2 separate regions of the Zea mays genome follow, and region 1 is linked to region 2. A link is a contact called in public Hi-C data. All regions are on one chromosome and are shown on one strand. The core of a region is the stretch at or near the end of the contact, and the rest is flanking DNA. Distances in the headings are between cores, read along the strand shown.

Region 1 (4,921 bases), core at 856-3,355, 260 kb before region 2:
AAATCTAATCAACATGTTTCTGAGGAGTTATATATAGCTTGTCGCGGCTTTGAGCGTTCCTGTTCCAAATCAGAGCGCACCAAATGTTCATGCCAATAGCAATCTCCTTTTGTATTTTCTAAACAGTCATGATTACTTCCCATCTGTATGTGCAGTTGTCTCAACGTTGCTAAGCTTCACGAAGACGTTCGAGCGGGCCCATGCGGAGAATGTTAAGCAGATGGAGCTGGAGAAGAAAAGAGCACAAGCGGAAGCAGAGAAAGAGAAGGCCAAACTAACTGCCCACAAGAAGAGGGAGTCGCTGGAGCTTGGAATTTCAGGCCGGTGACACACCATATATTGCATCTGTGGATAGCACGCACTTCACTAATTCTGTGCCGCCTGATCACCTAGACCAGCGGCAGAAAATTTTGTAGCGCTCCTTCAGCGTGTATCACAAGGTAAACCGCCACTGAAATGGGAGCTGTCATGTCGATATAACAGGAGCACGATTTGTCTAAGATCTGTTTGCGCTGACATTGTCTTACAGTTTGTTTGTTTTTTGGGCTTTCAGGAAGCTAGGGAGAAGTAATGATGTGTAGTCCTAATATAACAGTTCACTCGATGTACATAGCAGTTTCAGATCTGTTGCTTCTGTAAAGAAAGGTTCCACAGCTAGCTCACGAAGGGAGCTGCAGTCTCTTTGGTTTGTCAGGAAGTTAGGGAGAAGTAATGTTGTGTTAGTCCTAATGTAACAGTTCACCTAATTAGCGAGAAGCAATACTGTACATAGCAGTTTCAGGTCTATTGCTGTTGTAAAGAAAGGTTCTGCAAACTCGTTTAGCTCTCGATTTATCTTGGGGAATTCACCTGTTACTGCCACTTGCTATAGCAAATCTGTAATCTTGCGAGTACATTCTCCAATCTCCATTTCTACTACGATGGGCGTTTGGATGACGGTAGGAGCTGATATGGCTAAGAGCATGTACAGTTGTGTTTAATGTAGAGTCTTTTGAGGTGTTTAAATGAGATATCTGCAAAAAAATGTAGAGTCGTCTCTCCGTGAAGTGACGTCTCTGTCTCGTAACACAAGTAGCAATAGACAGACGACGTCACTTCCCATTGTATGAATTCGTCTGTTCTATCAATTCGATGTTGTACAGACGTATTTACTTATGTATTTATTAATATACTATATTTATAGACACTCAATTATATAATAGAGTATTTTAGCCCCTGATTAGAAGCAACCCAGTTTTTAAGAAACCAATTTTATTTTTTAAGCTAGGAGAGGTCAGCTTCTTGGTTTTTAAGAAACTGATAATCTAATTTCTATAAACTGAGTTATAAACTGGTATATTTGAAACCAATTTAATTTCTATAAACTAGTTTCTTAAAAACTGGGTGCTTCTAAATATAGTCTTAGGGGGTGTTTGAATGCACTAGAGCTAATAGTTCAGCTATTAGCTATTTTTTGATAAATTAGTTAATAGTCAGGTAGCTATTTGTTAGGCTGTTAGCTAGCTAATCTTACTAATAATTTTTAGCTAACTAATTATTAACTATTAGTTATAGTACATTCGAACACCCCTTTAGTTATCTCTTATGCTTTATGTTTAGAGAACAGTTTTAGTGTCTCCTCATCATAAGGCGATGTAGGCTATAGGGGCCGGCGGCGTTCCTCGCCGTCGTCCGGCCGCAGTTGGCACCCATCGTTGACGATCCCATTCCTACGTCGTCGCGCTTCTCCGTAAAACAAACCCAATAAAAACCTGATCCTGATCCGATCCAGAACTCTGAAAAATGTACAGACTGTTACACTCTTTGTTTTTCTGAGCAGGACTCCTCGAGGTGCACGCTATGCTCCGACGAGCACACGCCTCCCGTCCTCTCCAACGACAAGCTCGTAGGCAAAGAAACCATTCACTGGCATGTGGGCCAAGCTGTATAGGGTCCCACAAGGCAGAGGCACGACGTAGGAGGCACCGACGTGGAGAGCGGAGGGCAGCCACAGCCATCCCGTATCCGGAGTGGCTGACGCATACAAGAGGGGCCGTCCCGATCGGACGGCTGGGGACGCAACCGCGGCCGATATATACCAAGCCTCCGCGCTGCCTCTATGGCCACCGCCGCCGCATCCACCACCACCTCCGCCGCCGTGCTCGCCTTCAGGCTCCTCCGCCGCCTGCCGCGCCGCCTCAGCGTGTCCCGCGCGCCGCCCGCGGCACTCGCGTCGTCGTCGTCGTCGTCGTCGCGCAGACTACCGTCCCTCGCCCGCCACCCGCTCGGTCACCGCACCCGGATGGGGCACACAGCCGCCGCTGCGGCCGCGGCCGCCGAACCCGCTCTCGGACTCACCAAGCCCAACGCCGTCGAGCCGCCTCAGGTCTGTCATCTGTGTAACCTCGCGTGCGTTCCTGCCTCTGGATGAGGCTTCCATCCAGCACTGCTTCGAATTGTTCGTGGATTCGCCTGCTTTGTCAGTGTGCCTACAACCCGTCTCCAACAAAACCTGCTGATACTGTCGTGTGTTGACTTGATCGTGGCTGACGTTCGCCGCGCTAAAACAAGCGCTAGATCGAGATCAGAATTAGCGTTTTCCCTTCTCCAAAACCGCACATCTTCGCCTAAGATTTATCGGTTTGATCCTTGGGAAGTTAGTCGCTTCTATCCTCCTGAAGCGACAGAGCTTCAACCTGTGCTCTCCTGTCGTTCTTCCAGGTCACCTTTTCCGCGAAAGACATCGAATTCTCCGAGTGGAAGGGCGATATTCTCGCTGTCGCCGTCACGGAGAAGGATCTGTCCAAGGACGCGGACTCCAAATTCGAGAATGCCGTCTTGAAGAAGCTGGACGGCCAGCTCGGCGGCCTCCTGTCGGAGGCTGCGGCAGAGGAAGATTTCACCGGGAAGACGGGGCAGTCGGTGGTCCTCCGCCTCGCGGGGCAGGGCTTCAAGAGGGTGGGCCTGATCGGTCTTGGTCAGAGCGCCCCGTCCACCGCCGCCGCTAGCCGAGGCCTCGGCGAGTCTGTCGCGTCTGTTGCCAAGGCCGCTCAAGCTAGCAGCGCTGCAATCGTTCTTGCCTCCCCCAGTGGGATCCAGGAAGAGTTCAAGCTGACTGCTGCAGCAGCAGTTGCTTCTGGTACTTGATTCTCTTGCACACGCTCCTTTTTCTTCTCTGATGTCATGGTTATGGAGTGCAGTGGATGGATGCTGAAATTTCTGCCGGTCTGAATCACAGGAACCGTGCTGGGGTTGTATGAGGACAGCAGATACAAATCTGAATCGAAAAAGGTGCACCTGAAACAGGTTGATATTATTGGACTGGGTTCTGGTGCAGAGGTGGATCAGAAACTTAAGTATGCTAATGATCTTTCGTCGGGTGTGATATTCGGAAGAGAGCTTGTGAACTCTCCTGCAAATGTCCTTACCCCTGGTCAGTAGATTTTTCACCAAACTTTTTTATTGTTCTTCATAAATTTGTTGCCAGTATACTTATCGCTGTCATCCTTCATTCTTTCAGCTGTGCTTGCGGAGGAGGCGTCAAAGATCGCTTCTACTTACAGTGATGTGTTCACTGCCACAGTACTAGATGTAGAGAAATGCAAAGAACTAAAGATGGGTTCCTACTTGGGAGTTGCTGCAGCTTCTGCTAACCCTCCTCACTTCATCCATTTGTGCTACAAACCCACTGATGGGAACGTCAAGAGAAAGCTGGCTATTGTTGGGAAGGGTTTAACTTTTGACAGGTTTGTAGTACTTGCCACATATTTAGTGGGTTTATGAAAAGTTAGAAGTAGACAAGTAGATGGAACCGTTTGTTATTTTTCTTATGCTTGGTTTGCCAATGAATCCAGTGGTGGCTACAACATTAAGACCGGGCCAGGCTGCAGCATCGAGCTGATGAAATTTGACATGGGAGGCTCTGCAGCTGTATTTGGTGCAGCTAAAGCTTTGGGACAAATCAAGCCTCCTGGAGTAGAGGTACTTCATTTTTCACAGCCGCCTAGCTGTATAGATGTAGAGGTTTTACCCATATTAGTTTATCTGTTAAATTTCTATGTTTTTTTCCCCTTCTCACAGGTTCACTTTATAGTCGCTGCCTGTGAAAATATGATCAGTGGCACAGGCATGAGACCTGGTGACATTGTAACTGCTTCCAATGGGAAGACAATTGAGGTATGTTTTTTTTTTCCAACTTGTTATAAATGACCAGAACGTGCATGATTCATGAAGCTTTGTTATAAGGGATCTGCTCGTTCGGAATGTAGTCTTTTAGCAGTCATAGATCATAGTCCTTCTGCTCCATGTCTGCTAGTTTTCACTAAACTTTTGCTTTTTGAACGTATTTCAGGTAAATAACACTGACGCAGAAGGAAGGCTAACACTTGCTGATGCTTTGGTCTATGCTTGCAACCAAGGTGTTGAAAAGGTAATGAAGCTTCATTTGGAAGTTTTCTATACATGCTGCCATTTAGTGTGTTTCTAATGTAGCCCCACTCATGTGGGAAAATGATCAATTCACCCCCTCTGATTCGGTAAGACATTTAGGACATTGACACGATCTCCAATACAATACAACACTTTGATGTTTTAAATAGAGACACTCATAAATCATTACTGAGCAATTTATATGACGATGAATCTAGTGACACGAACCAGTGTTGATGATGAGCCAAGCTGAAGAATTTGAACGAGGACCCCTAAAACTTTCCTTTAAACAACGAGAAACCTAAAACGATTTAGAGGTGCAGTGGATTGGTTACCCAGAGTTAGTTTGATTTAGATTTGCTCTATTAAGCTCTTAAGATGCTTTGTCATCAACTCATCATTTGGTGGAAGGCTATACAAGTGGACCGCATGTTGCTTACTAATGTTGAGTTAGTTGACTGACTCATCTGTATTTACCAATTGCAGATTATTGATTTGGCAACGCTGACCGGCG
Region 2 (5,190 bases), core at 1,290-3,789:
CCATTCCTATTTATATTTCATTTGACTTTTTTACCCTAAAGTTTGGCTCGTCTTATTCAAAAAATTTCATAATTATTATTAAACATTACCGCGATATCGTTTGCCATATAACATACTTTAGTGATTTTTTTTATTTTTTTCTTAAAATTTTGAATAAGACAAGTTAAAATTTTGAATAAGACAAGACAATCAAATTTGATATAAAAAAGTTAAATAAGTTATATATTAGGAGAAATGGAGTATGGGTCTGCGTTTAGGCTTCGTATAACTGTATAAGATACCATCCGCATTGCCAATTACCAAGGTGTAGATTCTAATGTATGGAAATTCTAATAAAAATGTGATGAAACAGACAAATAGCTTTTAAAGGGATATTTGGGACTGCTCTAGCTCTGCTCCACTAATTCTATTGTAGAGTTGCTCCATCATGAAGTTTGCAGAGTTTTTGCACCGTTTAGCTTGTAGAGTAACTCTAACTTTAAAAATATCAGATAGTAATATGAAATATCTACTATACCCATCAAATTTGACACTACCTATTATACACTCATTTTCTTGTGTTTTTTTTCTTCTTCTGTTGATTGTTAAACCATGCGCACAGCGCACCTCTGTTTGGACAGCACATACTCAACAAAATAATCAAAGCATAGTGCTGCTTGTGCTGCGGATGTACAATGGCGGTGAGTCGAGTTCGTTGCGACTGCTCTCCATCTCCTTGGCATATTATCGAACACCTTCTGAGGTCTAGTCTACTTGTGCACACGGGCTAGAAACCAATGAGAAACACACAAGCTAGACGTCAAACAATCTCGGAATGGAGTTGGGAGTTCAAAGTGTTTGGCAACTAATTCGTGGAGTGGAGCTAAAATTTATGAAGCGGAACAGTCCCAAACACCCTACTATGTATTAAAAAGTATCTTATAGATAATATAAAATAATAATGCTTATATAAACTGTACTAGGCAAGTGTCCACCAATGTTTGGCTAAAGGTTGATCAAAGTTGTTATGTAAATGTGATATGACAAATCCTGACAACAATGGTGTCATCGGTTGCAGAATATAATGGATTGCGGTATAAGCATACTAACCGTTCCTGAAGAAACACACACATGAGCTCGAAAGCATCGACTGAAATGGTTGATGCCTGGATCTTCCAGAAGGTCCCTCCTGATGATTCATGTTACATGTAGTACCAATGATGAGTCATCATCCAAACCAAAAAGGATTAACTAGACAGAGTCGTTCTTCTATACAGTAAGTGACCAACAGAAGCAAGCCTTATAAAATAAACAACATAAATGATTTTCAAAAAATAAGCAAGCCTTATAAGTCGGCCCGGAGCGTGATCGCCTGGATCCGCCCCTGACTGGACACGGTCTTATGTCTCTGAGGATGAACAAGAGCAAAATTGCAACTGCCATGCTATTTGCAACAGTTACGTCATACATGGAGGGCTCAGCGTTCCCGAAGGTATAAAAGAGCTTTGAGTACAGTTTCCACTTGCTGCTAAAGTGTTTTAGGCATCGCTAGCTGCTTAGTGTGCACAGGCTACTCTACGCACTCCAGGGTGGTGTTCAGATGATAGCTCTTCAAGCGCAGAGCACTATCGTGAGGCCAGAGAACTCACTGCCGAGAGTGCGAGGAATCGCCGGCGGAGATGTGGCCGGCGCTAATGATGTCTCACTGCCCAGGCCACAATTCCTCGCAATCAGCTCGGCGCTGCAGCAGCAGCTCCCCGGTGCTCTCGCTGTAGATCCACACGTTCACCGCTCGGTGGTAGTTTCCGTCCCTGTGCACCTCCGACCTGAGGAAAACGAAGCAAGCGAGCGACGAAATCACACGATCAGATCGAAGGAATCCAACCGATACGGGAGAGTTCGGTTCGGGGACGGGGGCGTGCCTGGGCTCGGAGATTCCGGTCTTCTCCCGGAGGCATTGAGGAGTGAGGACGCCGAGTCGCTCCTCTGGTGCGCCAGGTGCGGCGGCCATCAACGCTGCGGGCCTGCGGCGCTGGCGGCCGTTTCTGTGGGAGTTGGAGCGAGAAAGCGAAACGGTGTTATGGTGGGCAATTGAGCGTCTGTTGAAAACAACCACGTTCGCGTGGACGAAGAAGGCGGGGAAATATCTTATGCAATCACTTATATTGGTGCAAGTTTGCAATCAAACGATTTGGTGCATCTAATCTAGATCTAATGATGACTGTTATTTTACATTTAACCCCTTCCACCTGAAACATAGTACCTATTTTACTTTTAACCCCTTTCATATGAAACCGTTGGATCTAGATTGGATGCTCTGGATGGTTTGGTTGCACGCTCGCACCAAATGAGTGATTGCACAGAATATGTCTTCGAAGAAGGCGACGGCACAAAAACGAGTCGCGAATAAAAAAAATACAAAACCGCTGAAGCCCATCAAGCAATTAGTAATATCTTGGCTTTCTCGTGGGCTCGGCCCATCATCATAGCACCAGCACAATCCGAAGCGCTGTGGCCTTCCAAGGACAAGGTTGATTGTTGAACACCCAACGCTCTCACCTCACCTTCCATCACGGATTCACGGTCACGGTCGAGGAGGAAGAAACGGTACCGCGCCCGCGGCGAGAGCCTGGGAGGCTGGGAGGAGGAAGAACCCTCTCGACTCGATTCTTCGCCCATCGCCTCGCCGCCCCGATCCAGTTGGTGGCCTATGGCGGGCGAGGGCGAGGACGAGGCGGCGGCCATTGAGCGGCAGCTGGAGCAGCAGCTGCAGGAGCAGCGGTCCTCCCTCGCCGCGGTCGACGAGGCCCTCGCCGCCGACCCCTCCAACGCCGACCTCCTCGAGGTGCGTCGCGGTATCACCATCTCATCGACCCGCCTCTCCTAATCTTATCCTACCGCGGCCCCTGGTTGCTAACTCCCTCGCAACTGAACCGACTACTAGGTAACTAGGGTGCGGGGATTCTAGGGTACTGTGATTTCATAGCATTAGCATAAGGGTGAGGGGCTGAGGGCTATTGGAGTCTGGAGTACGAGTAGGAATTGTTATTACATATGTAGTGGTCCGTGGATGGTTAGCTACTTAGCTTGCGTGTCCATCTTATAGGTGATGGGATTGGAATTGTGCGGCATGTTTTGGAATGATGATTGGATTAACTGGAAACAGGATATGTGTTGGGTTCCCTTCTGTGATCTTGCTTCTAGTAAAGGCATCAATCTGCGTGCTTTTTATTTGTCTGTTGAATTCATAAGGCTGGGCTACCTTTGGTATGCACAGGAAAAGTTGAGAAATGAGGATAGTATTGGCTGTTAATTCACGGCATGTTTTTAAACCCTTGCACACATTTGTTGACTCCATAACAAATGCTATGGACAATATCAATGTGAGTTCTGTAAATTGCAAGAGCGATTGTATCTCACATATTCGCTCATTTCTTTGAAATACAATTCATTGATGATAATTACTGCATGGCATTGATTTGTGTAGGAGAAATGTCTGTGTTTGCACTTTTCATTCCTGAGTTGTGGATGTTCCTGCGTAATAATGTTTGATAGAGTTCTGCATTTGTTTTTTCATGTTTCTGCATTCAGTTTTTTGCCATGTTGGACATAGTTATCTTTTCTAGCTCTAGAATTATGTGGTGCTGGATCCATGAGTACACCAGGTTTGTTTGGTTGAACTGCTTTATTTTTACTCTAGATAAAAAATATAGTATCAAGGTTCTTGATGCTAGCATACAAACTCCAGATCTGGGGTGAATCTTGGAGCTAGAGCCGTGCCAGAGGAGGCATTACCACTTTGTTATTAGATTTTAACGATATTATTTTTCCTTATTGTTGTGTTGTTGTTGTTTAAAGGTTCATGAGGAGCTTCTTGCTGCGATTAAGGATGCCGAGGAGGGTCTTCTCCATTTGAAGCGCTCTAGGCTACTGAAGCAAGTAGATGAGATCTTTCCAGATAAGGAATCAATATCCCAATCACCCGAAGTTGCTATTGAGTCATTAGATCCAGATGATGTTGAGCCAGAACCACTGGAGTCACATGATTTTTCAGTTGGATCAAAGTGTAGATTCCGGCACAACAATGGGCGCTGGTATAATGGATGCATTATAGGCTTTGAAGGTTCAGGCGATGCAAGGATCTCATTTCTGACACCTACATCTGAAAATATGTCGGTGAGTTATCTAACCTGAGCATCATAGCCATTATCTGCCTGTTAATAACCAAGCTTGACCCCTTAAACCCCTGTTGTATCGTTTCCATTGGCGTCTAAAAAGGATATGGTTTACACTGGTAGCTACATGCTTGTGGTACTGCAGCCTGTGGAAAACATTCTGTTGTTTTTACTTTTTACTATAACCTTTTGCTTGCTCCTTTCTTTCCCTTCTTGAAAGGGGAAGAGCCCTTACAGCACACACACACACACCATGGTGCAATTAGTTAGACTCATTCCAGTCTTCTCTTGTGTAACTGGATTTTCTAAAAAGATGTTATTTCTAATCAATCCAATTCACCTTCCACTTCCAGACCTTCTAACATGTGCATTCCCCCATTTGTAAATTGGTGACCCCTCCCCACAATAAAAAAACAGACCCAGTGCGTACCTTTGCTCCATAAGGGCATTTCTGGAATTTGCTCCAATCCCACCATTCCTTCCCGTACCAGTTGGACACTGCCCCCTGATTCTGTCTGGTTGAACATTGTAGGTGGATTTGCTTATATTTTGTGGTGAAATCACTATTGCTGCTTCAGACTAGTTAGAAGTTAGAATAAACTGAACTTTGTAGCCATATATTCTGATAGACAACATCTAGTCATAAGGCACCCTCTGCCCTGGTTCCATCATATTCCTGGCCAAAATTTAATGAATATGAAAAAACTCTATAAGGGAGTCACAGGTGGGTAAAAGTCTAGTCATAAGATACCCTCTGGGCTGGTTCCATCCTATTCCTAGCCAAAACTTAGTGAATATGAGCAGGAAAAGAACTCCAAGAGAGATTCACAGGTGGGTACCCTGCAACTGCAGTTACCTTTCAATCTGGCATAATTTTCTGCTTGCTAACACAAATATAATGATTGGAGTGTATGCGCCATTATTATGAACAAACTAACTAATACAAATCTGGCCGTAGTGCAGATATGCAAGTTCTTCCTACAGCAGCGATGTCGATTTGGTAGTAACTGCCGCATGTCTCATGGTATGTTAATTG

What was found. A called contact is a pair of places that touch in the nucleus more often than the background predicts.
Region 1: a contact with region 2 is called in a Hi-C map of ear, with 3 times the contacts expected there. The contact joins the promoter of LOC100381923 here to the promoter of LOC100191995 in region 2. A contact is called at or near these places in 3 of 25 Hi-C or Micro-C datasets (ear, leaf and tassel).

Annotation. Positions count from the first base shown.
Region 1 is chr5:221,957,900-221,962,820 of Zm-B73-REFERENCE-NAM-5.0, reverse strand. It overlaps LOC100381923, which reads left to right and starts at 2,105. Exons shown (of 10, transcript NM_001354380.1): 1 at 2,105-2,365; 2 at 2,701-3,118; 3 at 3,218-3,412; 4 at 3,500-3,725; 5 at 3,834-3,960; 6 at 4,060-4,155; 7 at 4,331-4,408; 8 at 4,894-4,921. The coding sequence starts at 2,282. LOC110991262 reads left to right here. Exons shown (of 18, transcript NM_001354381.1): 17 at 156-440; 18 at 554-891. The coding sequence ends at 328.
Region 2 is chr5:221,699,421-221,704,610 of Zm-B73-REFERENCE-NAM-5.0, reverse strand. LOC100191995 reads left to right here and starts at 2,539. Exons shown (of 4, transcript NM_001137419.1): 1 at 2,539-2,824; 2 at 3,838-4,155; 3 at 5,118-5,178. The coding sequence starts at 2,690. It overlaps LOC100384317 (a long non-coding RNA gene), which reads right to left and starts at 1,802. Exons shown (of 3, transcript XR_002262567.2): 1 at 1,629-1,802; 2 at 1,090-1,168.